Regions from separate parts of the Mus musculus genome. Here region 2 is linked to region 1. Evidence: chromatin contacts called from public HiChIP or PLAC-seq data. All regions are on one chromosome and are shown on one strand. Each heading gives the region's core, a stretch centred on a gene start, on an enhancer-like site or on the middle of the called end of the contact. The rest is flanking DNA. Distances are from core to core; before and after follow the strand shown. Region 1 holds the start of Eml4 (echinoderm microtubule associated protein like 4). Region 2 overlaps Eml4 (echinoderm microtubule associated protein like 4).

Evidence for each region. HiChIP or PLAC-seq counts read pairs in DNA pulled down with a chosen protein or histone mark.
Region 2: a contact with region 1 is called in an H3K27ac HiChIP or PLAC-seq map of epiblast stem cells. The contact joins the enhancer-like site here to the promoter of Eml4 in region 1. A contact is called at or near these places in 3 of 39 promoter capture datasets (the 3T3-L1 cell line, hippocampal neurons and liver), 1 of 15 datasets of contacts at CTCF or cohesin (pro-B cells), 6 of 484 Hi-C or Micro-C datasets (B cells, CD8 T cells, bone marrow-derived macrophages and 3 more), 8 of 115 datasets of contacts at active chromatin or transcription factors (the SCID.adh cell line, Th17 cells, bone marrow-derived macrophages and 5 more) and 3 of 9 other capture datasets (adipose tissue, liver and pancreatic islet).

What each region holds. Positions count from the first base shown.
Region 1 is chr17:83,348,436-83,352,609 of GRCm38.p6, forward strand. Eml4 (echinoderm microtubule associated protein like 4) reads left to right here and starts at 2,506. Exons shown (of 23, transcript NM_001379374.1): 1 at 2,506-2,804. The coding sequence starts at 2,780.
Region 2 is chr17:83,452,222-83,456,046 of GRCm38.p6, forward strand. Eml4 (echinoderm microtubule associated protein like 4) reads left to right here. Exons shown (of 23, transcript NM_001379374.1): 14 at 2,180-2,331; 15 at 3,811-3,825. Among named protein-coding and RNA genes, the nearest start is that of Gm46594, 19 kb to the right of the region's middle. Within about 2 kb of position 1,565, at least 26 of the 459 cell types and tissues checked have an H3K27ac peak or open chromatin away from gene starts, as enhancers often do. A contact at or near this core is called in effector CD8 T cells, epiblast stem cells, extraembryonic endoderm stem cells and 1 more, where this site is marked.

The DNA of each region.
Region 1 (4,174 bases), core at 1,256-3,755:
GATACATTTGATGTTAGGCTTAGTGAAATATTCCACCCAGACCACGGCCATTTGCATTGAATCAGTGCCAGCTACTTTTGTTTAGCGATAGATTTCGGGAGTGCTCCTGTGGCTCAGCTCACTGACTTGCCTGGCGTCCCAGCATAGAATTTCAGGGCTAGAGGTTAGAACACCATATGGACATACAGCTGGCCCTGGCAGTATGTGAGGAGTGTGGGAGGAGCAAGGGTTGCAACACACAAAGCCAAAGGGGAAGGTCCTTGCAGTCATCAGATAAGTACATTGTAAGTAGAGAATTTGGCCTTCATTGATGGCAAGCCAAAATAGACATTTGTCTCCTGTCAAGAACATACTCAGTAACGCAGTGCTGTAGAATTTTAAATGTATAATACTTGTGTTTTTCTTTTTAAAATGTGAATCATATGAAATTAATCAGAATGCCTCTAGCAATTATATATAATGTATAGCATATATGTAATATATACATATATGTAATATATACATATATAATATACACGCATATATACATATAATATATACACATATGTAATATATACATATACACACATATATACATATATGTAATATATACGTATGTATACCTATATGTGATATATACATATATAATATATACATATATATACTATATATATGGCTTTACTATAAGTAGGAAATCAAGTTCTACTTCAATTATTGAAAACTTAAAAATTGGTTCACCATGCTAGAAGAAAACCTGACTTACTATTCTCTTCTTTTAGTTAAACATTTTTTAAAAAGCCAATGTCAGGTTTTCATTTGTTGTGCTTGTGCATGCGTGTGCCAGAGGTCAGCCTCAGGTACAGTTCCTCATGAGCTGTTTATGAGATAGGACCTCTCTGTGGAGGCTGGCTGGCCAGGATGCCCTGGCGTTCAGTTTGTCTCTGCCTTCCCAGATCTGGGATTGTAAGTGTACATCAGTACACTTTCCCTGCTTCTGTGGGAAGCACATTACTGACTGTCATCTCTCAGCCTTGCTGTGTCCTGTTTACAACACTGACCTCCTAGGTTTGCTGTGATGTTTCCTTAAGTTTTTAAGTTAGATTTTGTTTGTTGGCTGTTTCCAGAGCTGGGGATCAAACCCAGTGCCTCCTATTTACTAAGCACAATTGGTCACCGAGGTACACTCCCAGGCCCTTAGGAAAGAAGTTTAAAAAGGCATCAAAGGGGAGAGGTATCCTTCAAGGATGTTTAACAATCCTTTCAACCATTTAATTCTGTCAATTCTTTTCATGGCAGTTGTTGTTCCCCATTTCTTCTCTCCTTACTTCAATTTGTTCCTTGTAACCTACAACTCTATTAACAGACATTCTTATTTTTTTCCTAACCCAGCTACTTTAAAAGGTATATCTAATTTAGTCTCTGAGACACCTTACAGTTTTTTGTTACTCTAATCTGCACATCGACCTAGAAGGGACCTAAACTATTCAAATGTCTTTGTAAGGAAAGAGGATAAAATCAGAGGGTTGAGAGCTGGAGAGATATAGCTCAGCGGTTAAGAGCCCTGACTGCTCTTCCAGAGGTCCTGAGTTCAATTCCCCGCAACCACATGGTGACTCACAACCATCTGTAACCGGGTGACAGTGTACCCATATAAATTTAAAAAAAATCTTTAAAAAATAAAATAATAATAATAAAAGATTAGAGGGTTGAAGAAGATGGGATGAGTTTTGGTTGTGCTTGTGCATGCGTGTGCCAGAGGTCAGCCTCAGGTACAGTCTAGCACTTGAATTTGCAAATAAATTAAAGCAAGGCCTAAATTTAGTTAGGTGACTTCATAGATTTGAGCCTAGAACTAAGGTTTATTTAAAAACTAATAGTCTGTGCTATAGTTTCCTGATAGGCTATCCGGTGGCTTTGTGCCCTGATGGGAAGAACAAAAGGAGAGTAAGCCAAGCCAGTCTTTTACGTGCACTTTCCTCATAAGACTTGGGTAAGACGAACTCTTTTCATCCAGCATTAACATTGTTTGCTTGTGCTCTGTCCTAGAACCTGCGGTTGTGGCAGACATGGCCTCAGGCTGGTCAAAAAGTCTTGTCTCTACCTAGAATTCTCACTGACTAGAGGAGAGGGGAACCCCAAGAAGGGGAATCTTTCCTCTCACTCGTTAGCCTCCTCGTTACCTCCCTTCAAAAGAACTCTAGAACTGTGCTCCGCGGGCTTCCCAGAGGGAAAGAATCCCACAGTGCAGGTCAGCTTTCTAGCAGCAGGACACCCACGAGCCCCGTCCACTCAGACCCAGTTTCGGGCTGGAGAATCCTGGTGGCGAAACCGGGCCAGGAACACAAGAGCAGCCAATAGCCTCCTAACTCTCAAGAGTTCTCTGCGGCTGCGGAGGCAGGGCAGAGAGGGAGGGGCGTGTCGCGGGAAGCCCCGCCCCGTTCCGTCACGTGGGGCGGGATCGGAAGCGTGACGGCGTGCGCGGGGGCGGAGCCGTGGCTGCGCGCGGGCGCGGGGGCGGGGCGCGGCGCGGCGCGGCGCGGCGCTCACGGCTGCGGCTTAGGAGAGAGAGAGAGAGAGGGAGAGAGGCCGGGCAGGCGGCGGGCGGCGCGGCTCTCAACCTGATTGACCGACTGACCCTCGGGGCTGACGGGCTGACCGGCGGACGGCGGCGGCGGGAGTCGGAAGCCGCGCCGGGCGACGCTGAGAACCGGCGGGTCAGGTCCCGCGGCCGCCGCACGGTCGGGGCGCTGAATGAAGCGCCCGCCCCGCTGAGCCCCGAGCCCGGCGCGGTCCCCGCAAGATGGACGGTTTCGCCGGCAGCCTCGGTGAGTCCGGCCGCGGGCTCGCGCCCCTCGTACGTAACCCGGGACCCCGGCTTCCTGCGCGCGCGCGCGCCGCGGGCCCTGCTCCCCGGGCTGCCCCTGCGGGTGGCCGCCGCTCCCGGCACATGGTCCCCGCGAGGCTGCAGCCCCGCCGCCGCCTCCGGGACGGGCGGCCCCTCCCCCCATGCAGCCCTCGCCTCCAGACCCTCCCTTCTTCCCAGAGCCCCCTTCAGTGCGGGGGCCCTCCTTCCCCTCAACGACCCTCCAGCCGCTGCTACGTCCCTCCCGGTACACTTAGCACCTTCTTCTGACCCCCCCACCCCGTTAAAGTCAGGGCACCCCTTCATCAAATACAGACTCTCCCTCAGAGTACATCTCTCCACTTAAACGGAATGATAGGCAAGATTGGGGCAGCCTTTCCGGAGGGAGTAGGAATCCCCAGTCCCACTTCTGGATTGGAGTCACCCCTTTCAGTCTTTATATTTGAAGATTTATTAAGTAGCCCTCAGTAACTGACAGCTTCCCTCCACTTCCCTGAACGTTTTGCAGTGGTGGAGAGCATTATCATCTACTCAATACAGGGAAGGAAGAGGCGCATCTGTGTTGGGGGACCCTCTTTAAGAGTGAAAGCAGAAGTATGCTCTCCATGCGTGCTGGAGAGAAGTAATCCTGCCCAATGAACCCATAAGAGGGGGCCTCAATCGGAAAAGAAAGGATTCTCCATTTTTGGAATATGCTGTCTTTGTGGAATGGAGAGAAAGGGATAGGGTATCCTGTTGGCTGAAGTGTTTTCTCAGTGTTCCATTTAACCAGAGTACAGGTGCTAAATGTTGTGACTGACTTGAGGAACAGAACTCCAGGGTAACCAGTACCTGTGTCTGGAATGGCTATTCTTTGAGGCCACTGGAATCCAGTTACTGTAGAGATTTCAGTGTTACGGTGAGAGAAACGATTCTGTTTTTGCTGATACTGCGGTTATGTGATACCAGCGACTGGGTTTGATTTGTATATTTGACTAGTTTATGTGGTAGTAGCGTGTATAGTCGGATGCTTTTCTTTTTCCATTTCGTGATAATAAATCTCTAGTTAGTTAATGTTCACTGATCAGCAAACCATCTGGCACTAAGCCATATTTTAATCTGCCCACACAAGATTGGGATTAGATGGATTTTTTTTTTAAAGTAAAGTTAAAAAGTAAACAGAAGAGCATCAGGCTCTTACAGTTGTTAAATAGTAAAGGCACAATTTTGGTCTTGACTTTCTTGAGGGGAAAAAAAAATCATTGTTGTTATACAGCTTTGAGAATGGAAATCCTAAAATAGGAGCAATGCATTGTGGTTCTTTTCTCTCCAAAGACACCTGTTGTCCATTAT
Region 2 (3,825 bases), core at 315-2,814, 100 kb after region 1:
GTGCAGGGAGTAAAAGTGTGTGCCACCATGCCTAGCTGTTTTTGCAATTTCTTTCCTTTTGGAGGTGGGGGTTAATTGGGGGTATGGCATGTTTCAAAACAAGATTTTTCTGTGTAGCCCTGGCTGTCTTGAAACTAGCTCTGTAGACCAGGCTGGTCTTGAACTCAGAGATCTGCCTGCCTCTGCCTCCCAAGTGCTGGGACTTAAAGCACGCACCACCACGTCTGACTAGTTTTGTAATTTCAAAACTACTTACTACTTGGACCACGTACAAGAAGGGAGAGCTTCGATATGCCTGCTCACTGTTTACACTCTTTTCCTTCCTCTGTCCTTGACTTAAGGGACTCGGCAGTGCTCAGAAAATTCACATTTTTTTAGATGTCCTTTCTCTCCTGGGCACCTGGGTGCAGTCAGCAAAGATGGATAAATTGTGTAGACAGACATCCACTGATCATACTGTGTTGCTCAAGAGGTGGGTTGTGTTTAGCTGGAGGCAGTAGATGGGAGCAGTAGGTCCATTGCGCCTTTCTACCAGGGACGCACCGCAGCTCTCACGGTCAGCTACGGCTGAAGACATTTTAGTGATGCCAAACCCTTGTTAATTTCAGCTAATTTTGCAAACTTAATGACAGCTCTAATAGAAAAGTAAGTTAATCTCAGTAAGAGCCTTGTTGATACATCGTTCACATGACATAAAGTGTGCTCCTTTTAAGAGTGCAGTCAGTAATGCTTGCTATATCCACTTATGCTCTTTGTCGGGGTCTACTAGGAAGGAGCCGTGCACCAATTAGCTTTCCCCATCTCTCAAAATAAAGTAAAATGTGTGGCTTTAGATAACTAGTTTTTTATTTGGCTTTTTGTTTTCTAACATTTTTCGCTATATAGGCCAGGCTGGTCTAGAACTTACTGTGTAGCCCAAACTGCCTCCTAGGATTATAGGTGTGCTCTACCATGACTGACGATAACTGGCAGTTTAACTTGGCAAGTTCCTAAGGTCCATCCTTCGAGACTTGTTGTCCCTTACCTCCCCTTGACCTAGTGTTCAGTCATCTAGGCACAGCCCTGTTCTACTTACTTACCCAGTCATCAGTTGCTATGCAATTTTTAAAAATGAGTGGTTTTTAAATCTTTTTTTTTTCTTCCCGTTTTTCCACAAGAGCTAAGGCTATTTTGTTGACTTTTGCCATGTTTAAACAAGGCTCTGGCTTCCATTGTGAACCTGGTAACGAATTCTGTAAGGCATTATCTCCCACAGGCTGGCTGTCCTCATGTCTCATTAGCCTCCCTTGACTGCTACAGCCCTGCCCTGAGTAAGCGACACGGACTTGGTTTGGATGAAGTCATTTCTTTTGTTTCTCAGCAGATTAGAAAGGAGAATTCAATGTTTATTAGTGATTGCCATGCCCTGAGCTTACAGAGGCTTTTGCAAAGCTCCAGGGACACTGAGGTGGGAGGCTGGGATCCTGGCTACAGCTTTACCGATACCTGGGATCCTTGCTTTGCAAACTCGTCACACTCACACTACTCTAAAACTGCACAAAGCTATCACGGGAGATGACGCTGACGTTGGTGCTGAGCTGCACTTTATATCCCCTGTGGTCTGAACAGGAAGCACTGTTGCAGCAGCTTACAGGGTTGTTTTTTGTTTTGTTTTTTTAAGGATGTATCTTGTTTATTAGTGTTCTTGCCTAGCTAGCATGCACAAGGCCTTGCTTTGATCCCCAACACTACATAAACTGAACATTTGGAAGGTAGAGACAAGATATTTAAGGCCATCCTCAACTACATTACAAGTTCAAGGCTAGCCTGGGATAACAAGAAGACCCACTTAAAAACAACTTTAATGCCTCCCCAACTCCACCAAACACAGAGAGGGAGAGAGACATACAGAGAGACAGAGACAGAGATTGAGAGAGAAAGGCTGTTGCTTACAGGGTTTTTAAAGAAAATATTTGTAGAGTGCATGATCCTGCTGTAACTGTAAAGGACTACATTCAGTCTGAAGTCTCTGTGCCTGCCATGTTTCTGTAGCTTACTGGGACCAGGTTCTTGCTTAGGGAAATGTGAACTGTCTGCGAATTCACCCTGTAGCTCTGCTAAAGCTGGTTTCCAGAGAGATACTAAAGTCTAATAAAACGTGTTTATTTCTCGTGTTTTCATTTTTTTCTTACCATATTAGGTGTGTATCAGATCAACAGACAAATCAAAGCTCATGATGGCAGTGTGTTTACACTTTGTCAGATGAGAAATGGGATGCTATTAACTGGAGGCGGAAAAGACAGAAAAATAATTTTGTGGGATCATGATCTGAACCTTGAAAGAGAAATAGAGGTAAGGCTGGGAATGGAATCTTAAAGCAAAACTCTACTCACAGCCGGGCGTGGCAGCACACGCCTGTAATCCCAGCACTGAGGAAGCAGAGGCAGGCGGATTTCTGAGTTCGAGGCCTGCCTGGTCTACAGAGTGAGTTCCAGGACAGCCAGGGCAACACAGAGAAACCCTGTCTCAAAAACAAACACAAACAAACAAACACTCTACTCATGCATTTTGTCCCATTTTGAGATAGCTTTTCTGGTTCCTTCTGTTCATTCCCTCCCCATAGGAAAGCATTTGTTACAACACAGAGGACTCTGCTCTAAACAGAATAATGTGGAGTTTGAGGGCTTTATTATGCAGTGCAAGAAATTAAACTCAGGGTCTGTCACAGGCTAGGCAGATCCAGATAAGCAGAGACATTTTAAAACCAACCCTTCCTGAGGAAGAAACGTGCCATCTCTCATTCTGTGGATCAGTTATCAGTGTGAAGGACACTGGGCGTATGTCACATAGTGTGTGAATGAAATGGTCTCACAAGGAGACCTGAGAATGGCCATTGTAATACTTTACAATCCAGTCATCCCTTCATTTCTGTAAGGGAGTAGTCTCTAGTATCTGCATAGATGCTAGAATCTGTAGGTACTGAAGTCCCTTACCCACTGTAGTCAAGTATTTCTATGGACTTAAACTTTAAATTGTCTTTGTATTGCTTACCATACCTGATACAGTGTGACTGCTATGGAAGTATTTTACTGAACTGTATAAGAACTAATCAATGGTGGGCAGGGGTAGGGTGGATACACACTCAGTACATACATACATACTCAGTACACACATACATACTCAGTACACACATACATACTCAGTACACACATACATACTCAGTACATACAGAAGGTTTTTCACCTCAGTATTTTCAGTCCATGGATGATTTAGCACTTGAATACAGAGTCTACAGATTAAAGGGCCAGCTGTGTTTTGATTTGCTGTAATTTTTATCTTTCGGTCCCTGAATAGGGAATAAATGTATTATCCCCATGTCATAGATAAATGAATGGTCTTAAGCTAAGTAACTTGCCCAGAAGAACATGAAACAAATCCCAGACCATATTCTTTATGAGCTCGGATAGAACTTCCTTCCTCCCCCACATTTCTATAACCCTCAGTATCATACAGAATATAAATGTAAATTTTACTGAAGTGGGCTGCAAGTTAGATCACTGACAAGCTTGAATAGCATGTGGGAGACCCTGTTCTACAAAGATAATTATGATAAATGTGGCAAAGAATGTTAATAATAATACATTATAACTTCTGTGTAATAAAATGTAATTGAACATTAAATTACAATCTGATGAGACCACCACATAGTTTCAGGTTTAGAGTCTGTCTTTATTACCCTCTAACTGCAGACAGCTGTGAGCATAGCGCTGTTGAGGTAGTAATTATTGCATGTCACTGTTTGTGGTAACTTCACACCTTCATTTGTTCCAGGTTCCTGATCAGTAT